5 separate regions of the Mus musculus genome follow, and regions 1, 3, 4 and 5 are each linked to region 2. A link is a contact called in public Micro-C, capture Hi-C and promoter capture Hi-C data. All regions are on one chromosome and are shown on one strand. Each heading gives the region's core, a stretch centred on a gene start, on an enhancer-like site or on the middle of the called end of the contact. The rest is flanking DNA. Distances are from core to core; before and after follow the strand shown.

Evidence for each region. Promoter capture Hi-C pulls out the DNA fragments that hold promoters and counts their contacts. A called contact is a pair of places that touch in the nucleus more often than the background predicts. Capture Hi-C pulls out chosen DNA fragments and counts their contacts.
Region 1: a contact with region 2 is called in a Micro-C map of muscle stem cells, with 11 times the contacts expected there. The contact joins the promoter of Stk35 here to the promoter of Ckap2l in region 2. A contact is called at or near these places in 1 of 39 promoter capture datasets (cranial neural crest), 3 of 484 Hi-C or Micro-C datasets (embryonic stem cells and muscle stem cells), 6 of 115 datasets of contacts at active chromatin or transcription factors (astrocytes, bone marrow-derived macrophages, embryonic stem cells and 2 more) and 1 of 9 other capture datasets (liver).
Region 3: a contact with region 2 is called in a promoter capture Hi-C map of hippocampal neurons, with 2.6 times the contacts expected there. The contact joins the promoter of Fbln7 here to the promoter of Ckap2l in region 2. A contact is called at or near these places in 5 of 39 promoter capture datasets (hippocampal neurons, liver, maxillary cranial neural crest and 2 more), 1 of 115 datasets of contacts at active chromatin or transcription factors (embryonic stem cells) and 1 of 9 other capture datasets (macrophages).
Region 4: a capture Hi-C map of macrophages shows a contact between it and region 2, with 3 times the contacts expected there. The contact joins the promoter of Pdyn here to the promoter of Ckap2l in region 2. A contact is called at or near these places in 1 of 39 promoter capture datasets (embryonic stem cells) and 1 of 9 other capture datasets (macrophages).
Region 5: a contact with region 2 is called in a promoter capture Hi-C map of erythroid cells, with 7 times the contacts expected there. The contact joins the promoter of Zc3h8 here to the promoter of Ckap2l in region 2. A contact is called at or near these places in 14 of 39 promoter capture datasets (3T3-L1-derived adipocytes, the C10 cell line, cranial neural crest and 10 more), 2 of 484 Hi-C or Micro-C datasets (CD4 T cells and muscle stem cells), 5 of 115 datasets of contacts at active chromatin or transcription factors (astrocytes, effector CD8 T cells, embryonic midbrain and 2 more) and 3 of 9 other capture datasets (adipose tissue, liver and pancreatic islet).

Annotation. Positions count from the first base shown.
Region 1 is chr2:129,797,482-129,801,896 of GRCm38.p6, reverse strand. It overlaps Stk35 (serine/threonine kinase 35), which reads right to left and starts at 1,380. Exons shown (of 4, transcript NM_183262.3): 1 at 1,051-1,380; 2 at 1-493. The coding sequence starts at 1,356. It overlaps Stk35os1 (serine/threonine kinase 35, opposite strand 1), which reads left to right and starts at 438. Exons shown (of 1, transcript NR_029452.1): 1 at 438-3,528.
Region 2 is chr2:129,294,229-129,298,837 of GRCm38.p6, reverse strand. It overlaps Ckap2l (cytoskeleton associated protein 2-like), which reads left to right and starts at 1,626. Exons shown (of 9, transcript NM_181589.3): 1 at 1,626-1,733; 2 at 2,458-2,524. The coding sequence starts at 1,697. It overlaps Gm14023 (predicted gene 14023), which reads right to left and starts at 1,468. Exons shown (of 5, transcript NR_040371.1): 1 at 1,436-1,468; 2 at 1-74.
Region 3 is chr2:128,861,663-128,865,673 of GRCm38.p6, reverse strand. It overlaps Fbln7 (fibulin 7), which reads right to left and starts at 1,742. Exons shown (of 8, transcript NM_024237.4): 1 at 1,527-1,742. The coding sequence starts at 1,601.
Region 4 is chr2:129,697,266-129,701,971 of GRCm38.p6, reverse strand. It overlaps Pdyn (prodynorphin), which reads left to right and starts at 2,034. Exons shown (of 4, transcript NM_018863.4): 1 at 2,034-2,264; 2 at 3,477-3,536.
Region 5 is chr2:128,940,976-128,945,364 of GRCm38.p6, reverse strand. It overlaps Zc3h8 (zinc finger CCCH type containing 8), which reads left to right and starts at 1,345. Exons shown (of 9, transcript NM_020594.2): 1 at 1,345-1,517. The coding sequence starts at 1,441.

The sequences.
Region 1 (4,415 bases), core at 131-2,630, 500 kb before region 2:
CGATATTCTGGTGCCGCCGCTTGAGACTGGTGAGGGCCCAGAATTCTGCTAGTGCCAACTCCACGTTCTCGGGAGCGTCGCAGCGGATCTTCTTGACTGCCACCCTGGCCCCACTGCGCCCAGCCACAGCCTCATAAACCACGCCGTAGCTGCCGCGCCCGATCTCCGCCAAGAGGCTGTAGCGCGGCCGTGCAGGAACATCCCCGCCGCCGCCATCCGGCCGCCGCCGGGCCAGGAAGGCCTCGCCCGGGACCTCGGCCCCAGCCGGATCCATGGCCTGGGCCGCCGGCCTCAGCTTCTCGCACAGTACCCGCTGGACTGGGCTTCGCCTTTTCCGCTCCGGGCTTTTTGTCCCTCTGCGGGCTCCGTTCTCTTTCCCCGTTTCCATGGCTGCGGGGGGCGGGGGGAGCAGCAACGGCGCCGCCCGGGCCCCCCTTGCCTCATCCCTCCGTCTAGCCCCGAGATGTGGAGGAGCGGGACCTTGGATGGTGATCTAAGGGCGAGAGGGAGAAGTTAAAACCCACCGGGCCGAGAAGGGTAGATGAGGAACTTAAAGCGTCCGGCGTCCCACCTCCGCCGCCGGTCGCGGCCCCTTTAAGAAGGAGCCACCGTCTCGAATTGAACGGGGGAAGGGAAAGGAAAGCGGGAAAGACGGAACCACCGGGAAGTACCGAGGGAGGACCGGAAACCGAAGCGCAAACCGTCCCCTCTCGCCGACTTATCCGTCAGGAGCAGAAAAAATAAATAAAGCCGTAGGGATCGTCCCCATCGAAGACGGCCGGCTTAAACTTTCCTGGGGCTTAGCCCCCTCTCAACGGCCCCTCCCCACGTCCTACCCGGGCTTCTCCCGGTGTAAACAGTCCCGTGAATCAAACCCAGGAGAGCCCGGCGGGACGACCCAGACCCCCGGGGACAGCGGGCGAAGGGAAACCGGCTAAAAGATCGGCTTCCGAGGACGACAGGCGGAGGCCCCGGTGACGCCCCCGGGACTACGGTGGGGCGCCGGGGCTCCCGCTTCGGCCCTCCCTTCCTCCCTCCACTCCCTCTTACCTGGCCGGCGCTGTTCCTCTTCCGGGCGAACCGGTTCCCCCTTGGAGCCCGCGCCGGAGGATGGTCCGTTCCGAGCCGGGCTTGTCTGCAGAGCCGGGTAGGGCGCGAGGCGGGGAGCCTGGCTGAGCGTGTAGCGCGTCGCGGCGCTGCTCTTGTGATGACAGCAACGCTCCCGGGGGAGGCCTCGGCTTCCAGGTTCCCGTGGCCGTCCCCGAGTTCACGCCAGCTGAGCACTTTACGTAACCTCTTTATGTAAGCTGCACCTCCCGCCGCCGCTCTGGTCAGCGGAGATTCCTGGTGGCCCATCCCCCAGGAGGCCAGCGGAGAGCCGCGCCGCCTCTCTGCAGCCGAGGTAGACCCAGCCGCCGCGACAGCCCGGAACCAATCACTGGCGAGAACACCCAGCCAACAAAAAGAGCGCGCCAAAATCCCGCGATTTGTACCGAGGGCCTTCGCGAGGCGCCTGCACTCCGCAAACGCCTTTCCGGACTTGACCTGCATCGTACCTCTACGCCCGCACTCGGCACTTGATGCTGATTGGGGGAATGGCTTAGGTGTAATCGATTCACAGCTGAGACCAGGGTTAGAACGCTAATCTCCACGCCCACTAATGACCCCAATGATCTCAGCCGCACTTAATCCTCAGTATCCTTCTCTGCCAAACCCGGGTGGTCCGCACTTCCAAGGTTGCAAAGGACCAAGTGAAATATGATGGCTGGCTAATTGAGTGCCTGATATAAGCTGCTTTGGGCTTGGATTTTGATACCCTTCACCCCGGCCGCCCATTGTGGTGGGAGGGAGCACAATGGCTGTGTAGTTAAGAATGATCTTGAACTTTTCCTCTTGTCTTCATCTCCCGAGTAATGGGATTAAAGGCGGGCACCACCACACCCAATTTATACACCCTATTTGTTTGTACAGAGCTAGGAATCCAAGGGTTTTGTGCATGCTAGACAGGCACTTTACAAAGCTACATCTCCAGCCCCTAGGCGTGGTTTTTTAAAGTATTTTGTACCCTGCTTTGTACTCCAATGCCTAGAAGGTGCCCAGTATTTTGTTAGCTGATATTGAAGGACAGTAACTAGAGTTTCTGCTACACACTATTTTAAGTCTGGGGAAAAAGGAGTAGACACGACAGTCTTTGCCTTAATTGCGACTCTTGACACTGGAGGAGACAGTCAACCTTGTGTCTTCGTAGATGTCTCACAGTTAAAGTACTTAGAACAGTGTTAAAATACACACAAGACAGATTAAATGTAATGTAAAACAATAAACAAGAGTTTCTAGAATTTCTATAGCTTTTCTGTATGTAAGTGGTCACATATACACACAAGGTGTAAGAATAGTAAAGTCTCATCTTTTTTTTTGCCAGAATTACATTGTTTTGCTATATTTTCATGTTCTGTGCACAAATATGTATGTATGAATGTATACATGTTGTAAATCCTTTTATATTTATAAGATATATATGTATACATATATATATATATACACACACACACACATATATATATACACACACACAAATATATGTGTGTGTGTGTGTTTTTTTCCCAAGGACAAAGATACTCTCTAGCACACTCTCAATACAGTGCAGAACCATGAACAATGCCATGCTTTTGTTTACTATGCCATCTCAAGGTTTACCGATTGTCCTTTCCTTTCTCTTCTAGTCCAATATACGAGTCCTCAGCACCTAGCCTTATTGGATAAGGATTCCAACAGCCTCGTTGTTAACCGAAACTCCTTTACTTCTTTTCCTTGTTGTTGCTGGGTTGTTGGGTTTTTTTTTTTTTTTAATTGGTGGTGATTTGGGTTTTTTGTTTTTTGTTTTTGTTTTGTTGGTTGGTTGGGTTTGTTTGTTTGTTTGTTTGGAGACAGGGTTTCTCTACTTAGCTTTGGCTGGTCTTAAACTCAGGGATCTGCCTGTCTCTGCCACCCAAGTGCTGGGATCAAAAGGTGTGCACCACCATACCCAACCTCACAATTTAAACAACTTAAATTTCTTTAAAGGGTTCATCTTCAAATATTGTTACTAACCTATTGGGGGTTATAGGTTCAACACATGATTCTGAGGTAGGACCACAATTCAGTTGGCAGCAATCTCTTTAGAAAATGACACTCATCTGAGTAATGAATAGCAAGAAGCCAGTCATGCCACAACTAGTGGTGGGGCATTGCAGGGAGAAGAGACAGCAAGTACAAGAGTGGCCAGGGAGATAACCTTGGTCAATTAAAGAGACTATTAGAATGTAAAACAGCCTGGGTAATGGCTCAGTGTGAACCTGATGACTTGATTTCAATCCCCACCCCACCCCCCAAGCTGACAAAAAGGTGAAAAGAGAATCAACTCCACAAAGTTGTCCTCTACCCTGGTACCCACAATCCTACAGAGATGGTGATGAACCCCAGAGGCTCAGAGGTATGAGTCCCCTGCAGCTGTTGAATTAGCTAATAAAATACTTTCACATTTGATTCTTAAATTTGGACTTGCTTAAATTACTAAAGTAATCTTCACTTGCTTTTATGCTTGATAGCTAACATTTATGAGCAGTTTCTATCTTCCTGGCATAGAGAGTGACAAAGAGTATTTATGACATCCTTGAAAACATAGTTTCTTTCAAAGTTAAATGTATATGTCTGCCTGTGGCCTAGCTAGTTCCCAGTCTAGAGGTTTACCCAAGATAAATGAAAACTTAGATTCACAAATAGACTTTTGTATAAAACTATTCATGGTGGCTTTTCCCATGACAGTCAGAAACTGGAAGGTACTACTATGTTTGTCAATACACAAATAGATTGTGTTACTTCCAGATAGTGGGAACAAAAGGGGAACTGAGACTCTATAGCATGGAAGAATTAAAAAAAAAAAATGCAGGGTGAAAGAACCCAGGCACAAAAGAACACATGCCAAGTGAGTCCTACACCACTCGGGAAAAAAGCTCAGACTAATCTATACTAGAGAGGGATCAAAGAAGAAAAAAGGAAAACCTTTTGGGGGGGGTGAACAATAATGCTCATTTTTTTTTTTTTTTTTTTTTTTTTTTTTTTGGTTTTTCGAGACAGGGTTTCTCTGTATAGCCCTGGCTGTCCTGGAACTCACTTTGTAGACCAGGCTGGCCTCGAACTCAGAAATCCGCCTGCCTCTGCCTCCCGAGTGCTGGGATTAAAGGCGTGCGCCACCACGCCCGGCATGCTCATTATTTTTATGTGGTGATAGTTTTAATGGGAAATGCTAGAATACCTCAAATTGGGGCTGGCGAGTGGCTCAGTGGGTAAGAGCACTTGCTGCTCTTCCAAAGGACCCAGGTTCAGTTCTCAGCAATTACATGGCAGCTCACAACTGGCTGTAATCCCAGTTCCAG
Region 2 (4,609 bases), core at 377-2,876:
CATATAATGTACCACCAAAACCAAGTAGTGGTTTTAGAGACAATACAGCAGGTTAGAAGCTGCTTTCCTGTGACCTAATGAAAAAGAAAGTCAGAATCAGGAGTAATAGACTCTATTTTAGAAAGTGGGGTTGGAAATTCACAGAAACAATAATTGAACACCTGAAATGTGCAGTAACCCTTCACCCAAATTCTTGTACATAGCCCCGATAAGACGTGTTGAGCTTTGGTGGTATCCAAGCTTTTGTCTGTCTGCAGTAAGTAGCCATGTGTTACATCTCCTCAGGGAAAGTCTTGTCACACAAGTGGATGTCGGGATGTCAGACCCTATGGAGCTAGAGTTACAGGCAGATGTGTTATGTAATATGGGTGCTGGGAACCAACTCTGGTGGCCTGCCAGAGCACTGCATGCTCCTTACCCCAGCCATCTCAGCGCTTTTTATCATATTAAAAAACAAAAACAAAAGCAAAAACTTTTGTGATTTTTTTTTTATTCTCCTTCACTCACCTGATAATGTTTAGGTATGCCAGTGATAACCTTTTCCTTCTCTTTCCTTCATGATTTTTTTTTTCTTTCTAGCAGGCCTTTGTTAGCATTTTAACTTTACCTTGTAGATGTTTTTCTGTTTAAATAAACTATTATGTTTCCATGTTTTATTTCCATTCTTAAATTTATATAATTCTGTTCTTTACATTTTCTATTAGGAAATCTTTGTTATTCTTTTAAAAACTCTTCTAACCCCTTGCCCTTTTCTCTTCCCACCATAACATCCTTCTCCAATAAATATCTTTTACGAGATTTGCTGCCTCATATGACTTTCGCGTTGGAAGAAGCCAAGAAGCAATTGACAGAGGAAGGGAAGAAACAAAGAAGTGGAGCGGGGCAGAGGCTCCTGAGCTCCTGGGCTGAGCTGGAGATACCCTCCCCTGGGAACTGCACTGCCTCAGCTGACGAGGCTTCCTCTCAAAGCTGTGTGGTTCCCCGGCTCTGATGTCTCAGGGTGTCCTTCCACAGGAATACCTTCTGACCCTCAGAGCTCTGTGGTTTCTGGGTTTCCGAGTCTCAGGGTGCCTTTCCAAGGGGACACTGTCCCACCTCAGAGCTGTGTGGCTCCTGAGCTCCTGTGTCTTAGGATGCCCTTCCCTTGAGACACTTTTGACAGATTGCGCCATTTTGACAGCTCCCGCGAGCTGCTCAGGGACTACACGGAGTTATGTTGTTTCTGTCCGGTATTCGGCTACAAGAATGAGAACAATAACTGATACGGACCATTTTCGTTTGGCATGCTATTATTTGCAGCCAAAGCCAGCCTAACTGATAGCACAGAGACTTAGGCTCCGGCTTGTTTCTCCCCGTTTCTTCAACTGTCACAACCGTCCTTAACCCAAATTTGGCTACAATTAGAGCCACTCCTCCGCCAGCCAGCATCACCCACCAGCTCCCACCTCAGAGGCACCGCTGCGGAAGTGACCTAGCCATAGGGCGGGCCTTCTCAGAAACTCTCCAATCGCAGAGCCTCAGGGGAGGTCCCCAGTGGGAATCGCCGAATGTCCATTTCCTGTTATCCCGCCCTCTCCGTCTTTTTATTGGCGAATTTCAAAGTCGCGGAAGCCAATAGGAGCGTCCAGACGGGCGCCCGGTTCTCGTACTAGAACAAGGCGCGCCCTTTGAAGGAAGAAACTGTCGCCGTAGAGCCATGGTGGGGCCCGGCCCCACTGCCAGCGCAGCCGCGGGTAAGTGTGGTCGGCAGCCTCCAGAAGCTGCCAGGCCTCCCCCGCCTGCTTCAGTCTCCCCCGAGCTCAGTTAGGTTAAGGACGCTGGACCCGGGCCACGGCGAGGAGCGGCGCGCTCCGTTGCCGCAGGGGGACACCCCTGCATTGCTAGTTATGGCCAGAACTTTGACAGCAGTCAGGTGGCAGGTTCGGCCCCAGTCCGAGTCTCTGCAGGTTCACTGATAAAATGTGCGCTGTCTGGAGGTTGATTGATAAACTGTGGGCTGAGGCTTAAGGATGCTGTGAACCCTGGCCTCCGAGGGACCTGGAGCCCTTTCTACCTCTCCAGTATGCCCCTCCCCCGTGTCACCTTTGAGATGCACACTCTGTCCTCACTTATGGGCCTGCGGTTCTGCGCACCGTCCTAGGCACACAATTTGTAACTCAAGGGTTAAAAAAAAAAGTCTTGATTCCAAATCCTGGCTTTGCTGCACATTAGTGGGTAAATTTAAGCCTGTCACTTCATCTGAGTTTCAAACAGCCAAATACCTCATAGGATTGATGGTTAGTGTAAACAGCTTAGTAAAGAGCTTGGCACCAGGCTGATACCGTTGGTATTGAAAGCAAGCATAACAGGACTGGTGACTTTATCAAAGCCAAAATAGCTACAGGGAAGTATCATATTTAAAGATATAAAGGGTTTTCTGTAATGTTTTTGGTGTTTGCTCGTGTCCATGTTTTACAGAAGAACGGTGGCAGAAGCTCCAGGAGTACCTGGCAGCCAAGGGAAAGCTAAAGGACCCCAACGCCAAGTGAGTTTACCTTCCCATAGTTACACTGGCTTTGTTGCCCCGGTTGCTAACAGCAATGAACGGACCAGCCCTTCTGTTTCCAGTCTGTTTGACTTGCATCATGGTGAATCCTGTAATAACAAAAGGAGCATTTCAGTCCTTGATTTCAGGCATGACTTAAAAAACAAAACAAAACAAAAAACCAGCAACCCCTAGGCAGTGCTGTCTATTGGCAGAAATTTAAGCATTTTTTTTCCTAACAGTCTCCAAAGGAAGGAAGGCTCTACACTACACTGTTACCCACATCTCTGGAAGCTCTTCTGGTTCCTTCTTTCTCCTGGGAAAGTTGGTTCCCAGCAGCGCAGATTTTGATCAAGAAACTGGAGGGCATTTCTATGGTGTGTGCTTACGAAGACAGGAGAGTTGGTTATGGTCAGTCCACAACAGTGGCATGCCAGCGTCCTCCCAACTTGTCCTTTGGTGTTCCCTGGGCATGTATTTGAGGTGGACAGAACATCCTTTGCTTTTCTCAGCACTGTACCATCTTTGCCCTGTTATTTCTCTCTCTTGCTTAGCAGGGTGTATTTGCCTCCCACTTGAGTAGCTCGGTTGGTGTGTGTATGCCAGAGGGGGATTTTGGGTGTCTTGCTCTAACGCTGTCCACCTTATTCCCATAAGACCGGATTGCTCACTGAACCCGAAGCTCACTGCTTAGGTTAAGCAGGCTGGCCAGCACTCTCTCTCCCATGATCCACTCATCCCTGTCCCCTAGTGCCTAGGGTTAGAGGGATACTCACCGTGCCTGATTTAATGTGGATGCCGGAGATCTTCCTAGCCCAGGTCATTTTACCTTGGGTTTTTCTCACCTCTACTTCCTGGATTAAATGAACCAAAATTGTTTTCTCAACATACCCATAATGTCTCTCTCCTCCCTCCCTCTCTGTGTCTCCTTTTCTTCTCACTCCTCTTCTTCCTTCCCCTCTTCCTACCCTCCCCTGTCCTGTGAGTGGAACTCAGGGCCTGTCACATGCTAGACAACAAGCACTCTGCCACTGACCTACATTCCCCAGGCCTGTCCGTCACTCCTAATGCGTAAAGATACAGGACTTACTAAGCTAGAGACGTGCCTGCCCCCTCACGCCTTCTCTCGTCCAAGTCTCTGTTAGACTTGGGATCTGGTCCATGGAGATGGAATCCTTCTAAACTGAGCTCTGTTCTATCTCTCCTTTTGTTTCACTAGCTAGACTTCAACTTCAGATTACGTCCTCGTAGGTATCAGAATCCCCAGATGTTCCATGAAATACAATAGTGTTTACGTGTAACCTATGCATACATATCCTTATTATTATTATTATTATTGGATATTTTATTTATTTACATTTCAAATGTTATCCCCTTTCTTCACCCCCCCCTCCAGAAATGCCCTATCCCATCTCTCCTTCTCCTGCTTCTATGAGGGTGTGCCCCCCACTCACCCACCCACTCCTAGCTCCCCACCTTCTCATTCCCCTACACTGGGACATCAAGCCTTTACGGGACCAAGGTCCTCTCCTCCCGTTGATGCCACATATACGGCTGGAGCCATGGGACCCTCCATGTGGACTCCCTGGTTGGTGGTTTAGACCCTGGGAGCTCTGGTTGGTTGATATTATTGTTCTTCCTATGGAGTTGTAAACCCCCTCAACTCCTTCAATCCTTTCTCTAACTCCTCCATTGAGGACCCCATGATCAGTTCAGTGGTTGGCTGTGAGCATCCACCTCTGTATATGTCAGGCTCTGGCAGCTACATCAGGCTCCTGTCAGCATATGCATATCCTTTTATAAACTTGAAATCATCTCTAAGCTACTTATGGTTCCCACTACAATGTAAATGCCATGGAAGTAGTCTGGCTTAGAGAATAAGGAAGAAAATCTACATATTCAGTATGAATGCAGTTTTATTTTTCATTTATATCTATATTTAATTTTTAATATTTAAAGTATTTATACTGTTATTATATAAATATTTAAATTAAATATTTATATTTTATTTCTATGTCTTTATCAAATGTTGGTTAAAAATCCTAAGTGTAATACCCATGATCTAGAGAGTTGGTTTGGTTAGGT
Region 3 (4,011 bases), core at 493-2,992, 430 kb after region 2:
AGATTACCAGTTGCCCTAATCTCACTATTTCCCACCTCGCCCCGTGGGACAGATGCCCACCCACTATCACGAGATGATTGGTCTCCGGAACGTCTACTCTTCTCATGCCCTGCCCCTTTGCAGCCTGGGATGGGGGAGCCCAGTGGAGATGTATCTTCTGTGCTTCTGGCACTGGGCATGGGGTGAAGGTTTGGTTTGGCTTTGTAATCTGCAAAACTAGGGAGATCCCATTGCTCTGGTGGGTGGGCTCACAGTAGCCCCAGGCTGGGTCCTGGCCATTTGGCTGTTGAGCAACTTCCTGTGACTCCCACTCATTACCTTCCGCACTAACAGGAGCAGGTCTGATCTAAACCAAATTCTCCAGGCTCGGAAAGCCTTGCTGCACCCCAGGGGACTTCTCAGTATCCCCGGGGAAACTTGCCAGTGCACAGCAATTTAGCCCCAGAACATGGAGCATGGACAAAGATCAGGTCAGAGTCCAGTCAGAGAGGGAATTTATACCACTTCTTCCTGACTGGGTGGTCTTAAAGAAGGATCTGGACACTCAGCAGGCACCCAGCCTCCCTGCACATCCTGCAGCTGTTTATGCTGCTGTTGGCATGGTTGAAGAAGCTGCTTCAGGACTCTCGTTGAGGGACCTCTGTCTGCTGACACGCGTTTGATGGAAGCTGACCTGAACCTGACAATACAAAGTCTCTCAAATACATTTTTATTTACAGTCTCAATTTTAAAAGTCAGTTTCCAATGGTTAATAAAATAATAATAATAATACTTATTGTTGTTGTTGTTGTTATTGTTATAAAATCTAGCCAAGCAAATAAATCCAGTGGGATTTGGAGACGTAAATGTCAAAAAAAAAAGAGAAAGAAAGAAAGGAAGGAAAGAAGGAAGGAAGGGAGGGAGGGAGGGGGAGCGAGGGAGAGAGAGAGAGAGAGAGAGAGAGAGAGAGAGAGAGAGAGAGAAAGAAGGAGAGAAGGAGAGAAGGAGAGAAAGAGAGAAAGGGAAAGGGAAAGAAAAGAAAAGAAAAGACCCTGCTGTTCATATGGGTGTGTAAGAAAATATAATTGCAACTCTGAGGCTTCGGGTGCTCAGGATAGGACCACCTGAGGATCCATCAGGCCACTGGTAAGAATTTCTGAGAGTGGTTAGGGTGTGGTGGCAGCAAGAATATTTCAGTTAGAAACGTAAATGTTGGGTTTGGAGAGCACGAACATTCTCTAACAGAATTGGGCGGCCAGGTGTTCTCACCAAGACCCACAAAAGACCAGTGTCTCAGAAATCCTTGGGTAACTTTCCCGGGCTGGCGATTCCCACGCGGAGCCACCTTCTCCCGTTGGGCTGCAGCAGCCCAGGTCGCCTGCAATGACAGATGGAGGACCCCGCTCCTCTCTCCATCAACCAAACCCCAGCCCTAGACTCCGCTCCAAGTCCCAACTCCAGCACAGGAGTGGAGCATGGCATGCCCTGGCCTCGGCGCTACCTCCTTGGGAAGCGGGACTCCAAGACGCACTGCGGGGGACACTGACCTGGAAAGCCCGCGCTCCGGGGCTGGCGAGGAGCAGCAAGAGGAGGAAAAGCGCGCGCTGTGAGCCCGGTCCCATCTTGCCACTCACAGCCTTGCTGCTGGGGAAGGCAGGTCGCTGTTCTCTGGCCGCAGTGCGCGGGTCCCTTGCAGCTTCCAAGGCCACTAGTCCGCAGCCGCCTGCACGGGACTGTCCCGACGACGCGGGGAGGCGCCAGCCCTGTGGCGGAGGCGAGAGAGGAGGAGCTGTGGAGCCTGGAATGCGCCTGGGAGCTCGCCCAATCCTCTGCTCTGGGAAAAGAACGGGTGCGACGCCTCGCGACCAAGGGTGGCCAGTGTCCACCCTGGGCTGCCCCACTGTCCGCAGTCCCCACTGCCCGCCGGGAGAGACCTAGGCCCCTGCCAACTACACGCGGCTGATTGATGAGCCAAATTTAGGACTGTCCCACTTCAAAGCCCACATAAGGACATCTTCCTCTAGGACAACAGAGAACAGGGTTAGTATGGCAGAAAGATGGCCTTCATAAATTGGACCAGGTTAGACCGTCTCTTCTTAAACCGTGGGCCGAAAAAAATGGGAGCTGAGTTACTGATTTTAGCAAATGGTGAGGCACGAAACCAAAAATTAATTCAAAATCAAATATAATGAATCCAAGGTATCCTTGGTCTCCATAACTGCTACTGGTCAGATGTCCAGGGGCACCACGGGAATGATCACACACGCACACACACACACACACACACACACACACACACCTAGGACACTTGGCTCAGATCTCAGACTAACTTATGTTACGAAATGAAGTGGTTTTACTGTACACGCTAAGTTTTTTGCTACTTTGTACTACTTACTTATATGAGGTGGTGTGCTCCGTGTGACAATTTTATAACCAAACAATCAATTTAGGGGGGGAAAAAAGTCAAAACTGCTTCTTATTCTTCAATATCAAATATTCAGCCAAGATTTAATTCTTCATGTAAAAATTAATAAAGCATATCAAATTTCCTTTAATTTTAATAAAGGATAAAATTATATTTATAGCAAATAATTACTTTAAAATAAATTTATGATTTATTACCAGTACGTGTTTGATCTGTACACTTCTTCATGTGCCTGAATTCCTAAGGTTGCAGAAATATTTCTCAGTGAAAAGAGACTGAGAGCAAGAAGTTTAAAGGGCTCTGAGTTAGACTAAGTCACCCTTTGGACAACTCTGCCAGTTTTTAAATCAATTCTCCCTAGGGCTTTTGGAAGGCGCGTGCTCAGTGACTAAGTTAAGAGGGCGCATGCTCAGTGACTAGGTTAGGAGGGCGCATGCTCAGTGACTAAGTAGGGCACATGCTCCGTGACGAAGAGTCTACAGCCTTCCTTCTAGTTTTCCGTCTGTTTCCCAAGGGTTTAAAGTAAAGGCCCAGCTACAGAACACGCCTGGGGTCTAGTTAGGTAACAGCCCTGTGACAGGCATGGAATTGAGGTTCCTGTACTCAGGCTATGAGTGAACCAGATGTCTCGGACCTCTCTACTCCTGGAAAACGTAATTTAGTTCTCCCTGCAAGGACATTTTGTGAAGCTCACTCTTCTGTATGGAATGGTTCTGAGCTGCTTTAGATGGAAAGCAGAAGGCAAGCCGAGAGTCCTCTCTTGGCCTGTTAGAGATGCTATAACAAAGTACTCCAGACTAGGCAGTGTACAAACAATACAATGTGTGCCGCGAGGCTCTGCAAGCTAGGTTCAAGATCAAGGCATCCACAGGCAGAACTGATGTCCGTAAAGTTTACTTCATCCTCACTTGTGGGAACAGACAGGAGATCGATAAGGATTCCGGCGTGGGGTGGTGGTGGTGGTGGTGGTGGGGGAGACAGGGTTTCTTTATGTAGCTCTGGCTGTACTGGAACTTGGTCTGTAGACCGGCTGCCCTTGAATTCAGAGATCCTCCTGCTTCTGCCTCCCAAGTGATAGGATTAAAGACATGTGCCACCAGCAGCAGCATGAGGTCTCTTTTGTAAGGACACTATAGTTATCTAATTCAGAAATATCCTAAGGTGACATCTCATCACACTACCATACTGAGGAAGGAGTTTAAAATATGACCATAGCCAGTTCCCTGGAAAGCATGGAGCACTGGGCACTGGGCATGGGACCTACCGGCCACCCAAGGATTGGCTATCCAACAAATACCACGGAGCTGTTTCCTCCCATCCATTGCATCGAGCAAAGTCCATGTCCTTGTGCTTTGAAAGTCTTGCTGAGAGACCCAGTCAGAACACTGCATGTCACTGTCCAGGTAGAGAGGAAAGGACAGCTGCCAAACCAGGGTAGCCCTTAGAGATGGTGGGTTTCTGTGTCAGTCTCCAATGTGTCTGCTGGCTATGAGAGAGCCACCCGTTTCCTGGCTGGGCTTGCCTCTCCTGTGAATGAAAGCTTTCATTCTATTCGGAGCGGCTATTTATTTTGACTTTTAATCTACCCCGTATTTACATGGCAACTT
Region 4 (4,706 bases), core at 785-3,284, 400 kb before region 2:
TTTTACTTCTCTCCCTATTGCCTGCTGACTTCCAGCAGCTACAGGAGTGACTCCACCTTGTCTCTTACAGAATCCATCTATTCCAAGGTTATTGGCAAGAGCTTATGGAGGTAGAACTTAAAAGACAAGGGAATTAAGGAAAATGGGAGTGAATGGCATGAGCCTGGGACCTTGAGGATGAAGACACAGTTCACTCTCAGGTTGTGAGAGCCCTGGGTAACAGTGACTAGGGAGATGCTCAGGAGCTCCGACTCAGCAAGTAGGCAGACAGCCTGAGACACAGCCACCAAATGCCGTACAACACCAGCAAGCATTCACCTTGGGCTGGGAATCCTGCAGAAGGAAAGCTTAGGGTAGAGATGAGAGAGGGCCGGGGGCCTGGAGTCAAGGCCAGAGGGACATGGAAAGTTCCACTCTCCCTGCTTGGCTGGTACTACACCACACTCCACAGCTTAATCATGCAAAGCTGCAGGCTGACAAACTCTCCACAGCATTGCTTGTCTAAGGGGAGGATATGGTGAAACAAGTGACAACGTCTGTGATGAACCAGGTACTCACCAAATAGCCCTGTCTGTCACCCTAGTTGTATGAGAGCACGCAATGATCCAGCGGCAGGAAGAGGATGATGCCCCAGAGAAGTACAAAGTGTGGCTGGTACATCAGAGCCTGATGACGTAATCACCATTACCTGGAGGACAGCTGTAGGGAAGTCCTGGCCACATGCCAGCTATGGCAATTGCTTTTGGCATTTCCTCCTTTCACTATGCCAAGATCCCAGTGGGGTTCTTTCCCCCATTCTACAGATAAGCAGATTGAGGCTGAACCCACTCACTTGACTTAGGGCTCTGCACAGATGGGTGGCAGAGGCAGAGACCAAGCTGACACATCCAATGTTACTACTAGCTGTAGCTGTCATCGACCTTGTTCAGGTAAACAGATCAAGTCACAGACACTGTAGAACCAAGTCCTCAGAGTGGGCGTTTGTCCAGTAGATGATGGGAAGGACCAGATCCATCTAGGTCTGGGTGATGACTTGCTGTGTTCTGTGTCCAGTTTCTAAGCTCTCCAGCCTCTGCCTCTGCGCCTGGCCAGAATGTGAGGATTAAAGTTGATGTCTTTGCTCACTGCCTGGTGCAACCCAGGTGTTCATGACACGGACTGCCCAGCCAGCCTCTGCTATCCCCCCCCCCCCACAAGGTGAACATCTCTGCAGCTGACTACAGAGACAAGCATGTTTCCTTCCAAACTCAGAGACATGGGTATTCTGGGAGGTGTTTGCAGCCATCCTTGTTTGTGAGAACCAGGGGCTGCCAGAGAAAACTGAATATTGAACGGCAGCCTCTGGTTGAGGAAAGGCAGTGTCTGGCATCAACTCAGACAGGTGCCCAAGTCACCTGGCACTCTCAGGCAAATGTACACTCATATGCATGCTAGTGTGTGTGTGTGTGTGTGTGTGTGTGTGTGTGTGTGTGTGTGTCCCTGCCAACATGGAGCTGAATGTTCCTCTTCTATAACCAAGACCTCTGCTTTGAACACTTCAGCATATCCTTTGGTTCCCTATATTTTGAGACAGCCTTTGTTTCTTGCATTCCTCCTCCTCCGACCCCCTGTTCCTCTTTTTCTCCTGATCTTTGATAGCCTCTGTGGCTGTGGCTCTTTCTCTTTTCCTCTTACTTTGCCTAGGCTTCCTTGTGCTTCAGACATGCCTCTCTCTGTTTCCATTCTCTGATTCTCAACTTTTTTTTGCCTTTCTATTGGACTCTCTGCGCCTCTCTCTGTCTCCTCCTATCTCTGCCTTTCCCCCACCTTTGTCTCTGTTTTCCTGTGACACTCTCCTGGAGATGCTGAAAAGTGGCCGCATTGAAAGTGACAAACAGCGCTACACCAGAATCCACCCCCGGGCTTCGCGAAAGCATCCTCCTCCACACCCACATCACCAGGAGCAGCTATTGTGTCTCACTCGGGCCCAGGGAGTTGAGTGGAAGGACCCGGGGGTCTGAGCGTTGACTGCTCTGCCACTCCCCCATTGGCTCCTGGCAGCCTGTGCTCTGTGAGCGAGCGCTGAGAGGGCTGAGCGACAGGGGGAGACTCTCATCTATAAAAGGGGAATAAGGCTCCAGAACTGCCATAGGGGGATTTGGTAGCCCTCGTCGCTTCCTCTGTGGCACTTCTCTGAGCTAGAGTCAGGGTACCTTCTGAATCTTGGATCGGCCACCCTACCACCTGATCAGCCAGAAGCCTGCCAGGGACAAAGCAGTAAGCAGGTAAGATCCGCAGGGCGCTCAGGCTCTCTGGCTTTATGCATGTGCTCCTGGTGCTATGCAGGGGCGCCGGTGGGAGCTTGGACGGGGGAAGTTAGGTTTGGGTCTGGTTACTCAGCACAGGGAAATCATAGTTTCAAGGTGAGCTTACAGAAGCTCAGAGAGTCCAAAGAGCTGCCTGTCCTCTGGAAACCATGCCCTGAACAGTCCTGGCGCCCACAGGTGCTAGCGGGGCTTCGCCTCTGCCACACAGCAGTCCCCACACTAGTTTTCAGGATCTGAGGAGAAGGTGGTAGCCTGAGTGGAAAACTGAGAGGTTTCACTAATTAGCATGATCTTAAAGGTCAACGTTCTCACTGGACTTAGCTTACACAGGTTGGGAACGTTAATGAGGTTCAGGACTCGGCATTTGCCAAGTACCGATCTGCACCATCAATGCATAAATAAGTGCCGTCCTTTTTCACTCTTTTTGAATCACGTTTAATCTCTGACAAGGTGCTGATTTGAGTGGCTTCCTTTGATTTCACTCAGAATGAAGTCTGGGGTTGTTTGGTTGAAAGGGAACTAGAAAGGAAAGCAAGAGCTCGGCTGGATACCCAGTCTGAGGGGGACTTCCCATGTCAATTTCACTGTGAAAGGACTTGTTGCTTTCCTGTAAATCACAGTCACGCTACCGCTGGAGGCAGCTAAGTTAGGCTGGTGGAGGCTCTTTTGAGGAAAGTCACCCGCTCTCTGATAGCAATGCTCATGTTTAAAGAAAGTGCTGTAGAACCCCAAAGTTTGACATCAGCAAAAAGCTGGCGAGCTTCAGAGACGGCGACTGTAGTCACCTCCATGATTGAACAGTAAATTCTGTGTCTTGTCACTTTTCCCTGTGTGTGTGTGTGTTTTCTGAGAACCTCTCAAGATTTACAAGTATCCCTTAATAAAGCCTCCGAGCTCTTTAGGTTATTGGATCTGGTTTCGAGTACCCTCCCACAGAGAGCAAACCTTCATTATCACCCTTCTGCCAAGGGTTGGTGAAATACACACTGATATCTTTCTAACCTGACAGGCGTTGCTGTCAAGATCTGTTGCAAAACCTCTCAGAATGTCAGTCCTTTTCTGTTCCTAGTCATGGGGGTTTCATGCCTACGCTCTGCTCACCCTCCTCCTCTGCTCACCTCACCAGTGCTCCCATACCACCCCACTTTATCTTTTGTTCTGTTTTTACAGGTCATTCATCCCCAGGCTTTGAGATCTGCGTGGGGGAGCTCTTGAAGCAGCCCCAGCAGGGTGAGTTATGTGTGTTGTGTGTGCATGTGTGTGCGTGTGTATTGGCATAATCCTGAGCCCACTGCTTTGTCCTCATTGTGCTAAGTGTGATGGGTGGCAGGTGACTCCTCTTGTCTCCAGGAGTAGCTGGCAGATGGGAGTGCGGTGTCACAATGGGTCCACGGATGCTGTGTGGTAGGATCCACTGTTTTGACACCGTAGGCTACTCAAGCGGTTGGGTCAGGGCTGTTTGAGAAGACACGTGGAAGGGTGTGATAACTCTCAGGACTTCCGGAGCTTTACCTCAAGAATTTTCCATGTATTGCCTAAGTGTGTGTGACCCCTCCTGAGCCTGTGCTGAGTTCAAACCCAATGGTCTTCCATTATTTGCTGCGTGTAACTTTGTAACGACTGCTTTTCCTTTTTCAGCCGTAATCTCCTCACCAATATAATGAAGATAATAATAATGTCCTTTCCCTATGTCACTACAAGACTCCTATGGGAGGCTGTATGCGCCTGGCATTTGGTAGGCACTCAGTAAATGCTATTATGGCTACCTCTCTGATGACTCAAAATGGTTGGCTTCAAAATGAAGCCCTCCCCTCTCTTATAAGGCATCGTCAGTCATCCCATTCCATCCTGCTGCGCGCTCTTCCGGGGAAACCTGACAAAAGTCAAATATTTCTGGGACCAGTGTTCCTCTCCCCACTCCTACAGATGACGCCATTGCTTCATCTGCCGCTCCCCACCCCCACCCACCCCTGAGCAATGACGTCCCTCCCTGACATCCCACCCCACCTCCAGTTATCCTGGCACAACGTTTCCATTTATCAGATCTCTCCCTCATTCTCCGAGGGGTCTGCAGTTGCTGGTTTGGTTTCAGAGCATCTCTGAGAAGGTGTGGTCAGCAGACAATCTCTCTTCAGCAGTTTGCTCCTCTTGGCTGATAAGTGATTGGCAGATCTTATGAGGTCTGACAAGGTGCTAAGACAACACACAGCAGACCACACTAGGGGAGATTGTAACATCAACTGAGTCCTTTGCAGCTCAGCCCGGATCCCACTCCATACTCCCACAGGGGCTCAGTGGTCATATCTATGAGGCCGGTGACCTGCTCAGGAGTTTCCCCCTCACCCTACCCCCAGATGCCCACTGACCAGGATGCTTAGCCACTAGCTGCAGACACACTTG
Region 5 (4,389 bases), core at 96-2,595, 350 kb after region 2:
CCTGGTGCCCCTTTAATGTCAACCACATATTTTGTATTTTTCCTTTCAAAGCCTGCTACACTTATTCAAAAAAAAAAAAAAACCTCTTCATGAGATTTAACCAGAGAACAAAGTCTATGTTGGGCTTTTTTGAGACTTCCTTTGTCAATGCAATTAATATATATATTTACCTTAGCCCCACATAGACTCTCAGACAAGGGCAAAAAGCAGCCACATTCTTCACCAAAATACCACAAAAACAGTCTCTATGCCACAAACTGAAAATTCTTCTCTGAAACCTCTTGGGCCTGGTCTGCACAGTTATTCTCAGCAAGTCTTCCATATTCCTACTAGGATGGTCCATTAAGCCCCATTTAAAACATTCCACCGCTTTCCAAATCCAAAGTCCTGAAATCAACATTCTTCCAAACAAAAGCATGGTCAGACCTATCCCTGGTACCAGCTTCCATTTTTTTTTTTCTTGGTTTTTCGAGACAGGGTTTCTCTGTATAGCTCTGGCTGTCCTGGAACTCACTTTGTAGACCAGGCTGGCCTGGAACTCAGAAATCCACCTGCCTCTGCCTCCCAAGTGCTGGGATTAAAGGCGTGCGCCACCACGCCCGGCTACCAGCTTCCATTTTATTTAGGGTTTTACTGCTGTGAACAGACATCATGACCAAGGCAACTCTTATAAGGACAACATTTCATTGGGGCCGGCTTACAGATTCAAAGGTTCAGTCCATTATCATGAAGGAATGAGCATGGCATCATCCAGGTAGGCATGGTGCAGCAGGAACTGAGAGTTTTGCATCTTCATCTGCAGGTCTCTAAGACTGCACCCCCCCACCCCCCCACCCCCAAATAGTCTTAATACTTAGTACTTTCTATTGAATTTGCCTGCTTTAAATATATTTATGTGTTTACTCAGAAGAGATCGTCTAGGTTCCTTTTTGTGCAATTAATTTTGCTTGGTCACCTGTCAATTTTAAAGGGGCTGGAAGAGATATATGGCTCAATAGTTAAAACATAAAGGTCTTGCGTTCTGTTCCCAACACTCATGTCAGGTGGGTTACAATAACTGGCCTCCGCGGGCATCTGCACTCATTCTCTCTGTCTCTCTCTCGTACATATAAAAATAGCACAGCTTTCTAAAGAAGAATCCTAAAGATTATTTTAATTTTTTAACGACATTGTAGTGCTGCACTAAGGAACGAATCGGACATAAGTACAGAGAGTTGCGCGTGCGCAGCTCAGGCACCGAAAGCCTCCCCACCAACGGTGAGAACTGCGCATGCGTGGTAGGGCTGGCCAGGTCGCGCGGAGTCGCGCCCAAGCAACATGAGCGCGAGCGCGTGCGCGTGCGCTGGGCGGAGCGTGTGGCCCTTGGCGCGACTGTAGCCTCCGCTTCGCTGGTTGTTCAGTACCTGCTCGGCGTGGAGAGGAACGGTCCCTGTCTGAGTTATGGATTTTGAAAATCTCTTTTCAAAGCCCCCCAATCCGGCCCTCGGCAAAAAACCGGCCGCCGACCCTGAGGAAAGGTGATCCCCACGTTCTGGTCCTTTGCAGGGCACCGCTTGGGCTCCGCCCCCTCGCTCCTGGAAACCGGCGAGCCCTGGCTGGCGCGTGGGCCGGGACCGGAGCGGGGAGGTCGGAAGGGGAAGTGGGGTGGAAGTCAGAGTAGGGACTGCGGGCGAGGGCAGTGGCCGGGCGGCGGGAGGAGGCCCCAGCCTCTGAATCTGCCCCCAGGGGCCGGCTGCTCCCCTTGCACGTGCGCTTAACGTGTTTGCTGTCAGTCACCTCCGAGGTGGCTTTGCCGGCACCTCGAGAGTTGAAGGATACATAGACTGCTCTGCCAGTGATCCTGAACCAGAACTCCCAGAATAAAGCAGCAAGCATCATTTCGGCTTAGTTTTTCTGTTAATTTGGAAAAGCGTGTTGTTAATCTCGTACTTAGTCAGAGTGCGGGATTTCTGTGCAGATACCCACTCACTTTTTAGGTTTTTTTGGTTTTTGGTTTTTTTTTTTGGTTTTTTTTTTTTGGTTTTAATTTTTCGAGACAGGGTTTCTCTGTGTAGTCCTGGCTGTCCTGGAACTCACTCAGAAACCCGACTGACCCTGCCTCCCAAGTATGGGATTAAAGACATGTGCCACCACTGCCCGGCCCACTTTTTAGTTTTTTGAGTTGATAATGCCCTCAAACTCCATCTCTCCTAAATCCTTGTCTTCTATGTTCTCTCTTTCCTCAGTGGAACCCTTGACACATCCTTCACGAGTTTTTTTCCACCCTCATTAAGATAACATTACAGTGTTGGGCTGGGCCTATTAATCTCAGCATTTGAAAGGCAGGCAGATCTTGGGAGACTGGGACCAGCCTGGTCTAAATAGCAGGTTCCAAGCCAACCTCAGCTACATAGGGGAAACACTGTTTCAAGGGGAAAGGATATATGTATATGTTCACTGCTCAGTCTCAAATACCTTAGTGGAAACTGTTAGCCTAATTGGGCTACCATAGCTTTGCTGTGTAATTAATGTGAAACTTTTTTTAAAAAAGATTTATTTGTTTTATGTATGTGAGTACACTATAGCTGTACAGATGGTTGAGAGCCTTCATGTGGTTGTTGGGAATTGAATTTTTTTTAAGGACCTCTGCTCGCTCTGGTCAACCCCTCTCAATCCAGTTGGCCCTGCTCCATCAGTCCCTGCTTGCTCCGGTCCAAAGATTTATTTATTATTATACATAAGTACACTGTAGCTGACTTTAGACGTACCAGAAGAGGGCGTCAGATCTCTTTACGGGTGGTTATGAGCCACTATGTGGTTGCTGGGATTTGAACTCAGGACCTTTGGAAGAGCAGTCAGCGCTCTTACCTGCTGAGCCATCTCGCCAACCCTAATGTGAAACTAAAAGTTTCACATCAACCTTAAGAAGAAAGTGATGGTCTCACATTACAGATGAGAAAATTGAGGCATAGAGGATTAAGGTGCTCAAGTTACTTCATTACATATGAGTTCATCACCCAGCTTCTAAAGCAGAATCATTCATGGAAATTAAGTCCTGTTGATACTGTGAAGAAATGGACACATTACTTGCAGGTGATAACATGTAAGAACAACAAGAGAAATGAATTATAATTTTTAACATGTATGAGAACTGAGTAAGGTTAAAAAAATAGTTAACACTTCAAACATGTATAAAACAATATACCCACTTACTAAAGTTTGGCTGAAATATGTAAGGGATACTTGGATTGGCCAAAAGATAGGTGAAAACGGGTCTGAAAGTAAGGTGTGTGTTTGTATGCCTGCTTTTCACTTTGCCTTTAGGTCTTTTTCAAGGTTTTAGATTTCTGTATTTTTCTCTTAGTTTGTCTTTTGATTTTGCCTGTAAACTTTTTTTCAGTGCACTAAAACATGTTTTGGTTTTTTTTTGTTGTTGTTGTTTAATTTATTTTATATGTATGAATGTTTTGTCTGCACCAGGTGTGTCCATTGTCCTTGGAGGCCAGAAGAGGAAAGTAATCTTACCTGTGGTTGTTAGTCACCAAATAGGTGATGGAAATCAAGCTAGGTCCTCTGGAAGAGCAGCCAGTGCCCTTAACTACTAAGCCATGTCTCCAGCTTGAAGCAGGGGTGACTTTGTTCCTGATAGGAATATTCATTTATTTAAAACAACCTCTACTGGCAGAAGACACGTCATTCAGGGCCATGGTGATAGAAAAGTAAATGAATAAAATACAGAGAAATGCAGGTGGTCATGAATTGTGTATTATTGAGGTGGACCACAGATACGAAGTTTAGATGATAATGAAAGCCATGGAGGAAATGAAAACGTGGGTGAGGAGTTAGGAGGTATTTGTGGAATAATAAGGATTGTGTGGTAAAGAAGATAGTTAAGGAAGAGTCTTACTGAAAGGTGGTTTTCATGGTGGGTATCCAGGTAAATCAGTTGAATGGGAAGTTGGCTGTTTGGTTGTTAAGGGCTTGGATTTGGAGACAAGGATATTGGAATTAGCTGTATAAGATGATATTAGAAGCTGGAGGATTGAAGGATATCACAGAGGATGAAAGCTTAGAAAAAGGAAAGGCGAGGACTGGCTCTGTTGAGAGTTGCAAAGTGAAGAGCCAGCCGAGGAGATTAAGAAGTAGCAACAGGGCATAGTGGTTGACTTTAATCTCAGTACTGAGGAGGCAGAGCTGGTACATCTCTGAGTTTGAGACCAATGTGGTCTGCATTTCAAGACCCTCTTTTTTTTTTTTTTTTTTTTTTTTGCCGCAATAGGAGAAATAAAAACCCAGGATGGCTCAATGTTGCTAGAGTTGGCTTGCTGGCTTATGAGTGGGTCAAGGGCTGAGGATCATGGTTCCTGATGGAAGCAGAGGGAGCAGTAGAATGACAGCCTGTGGTTTAAG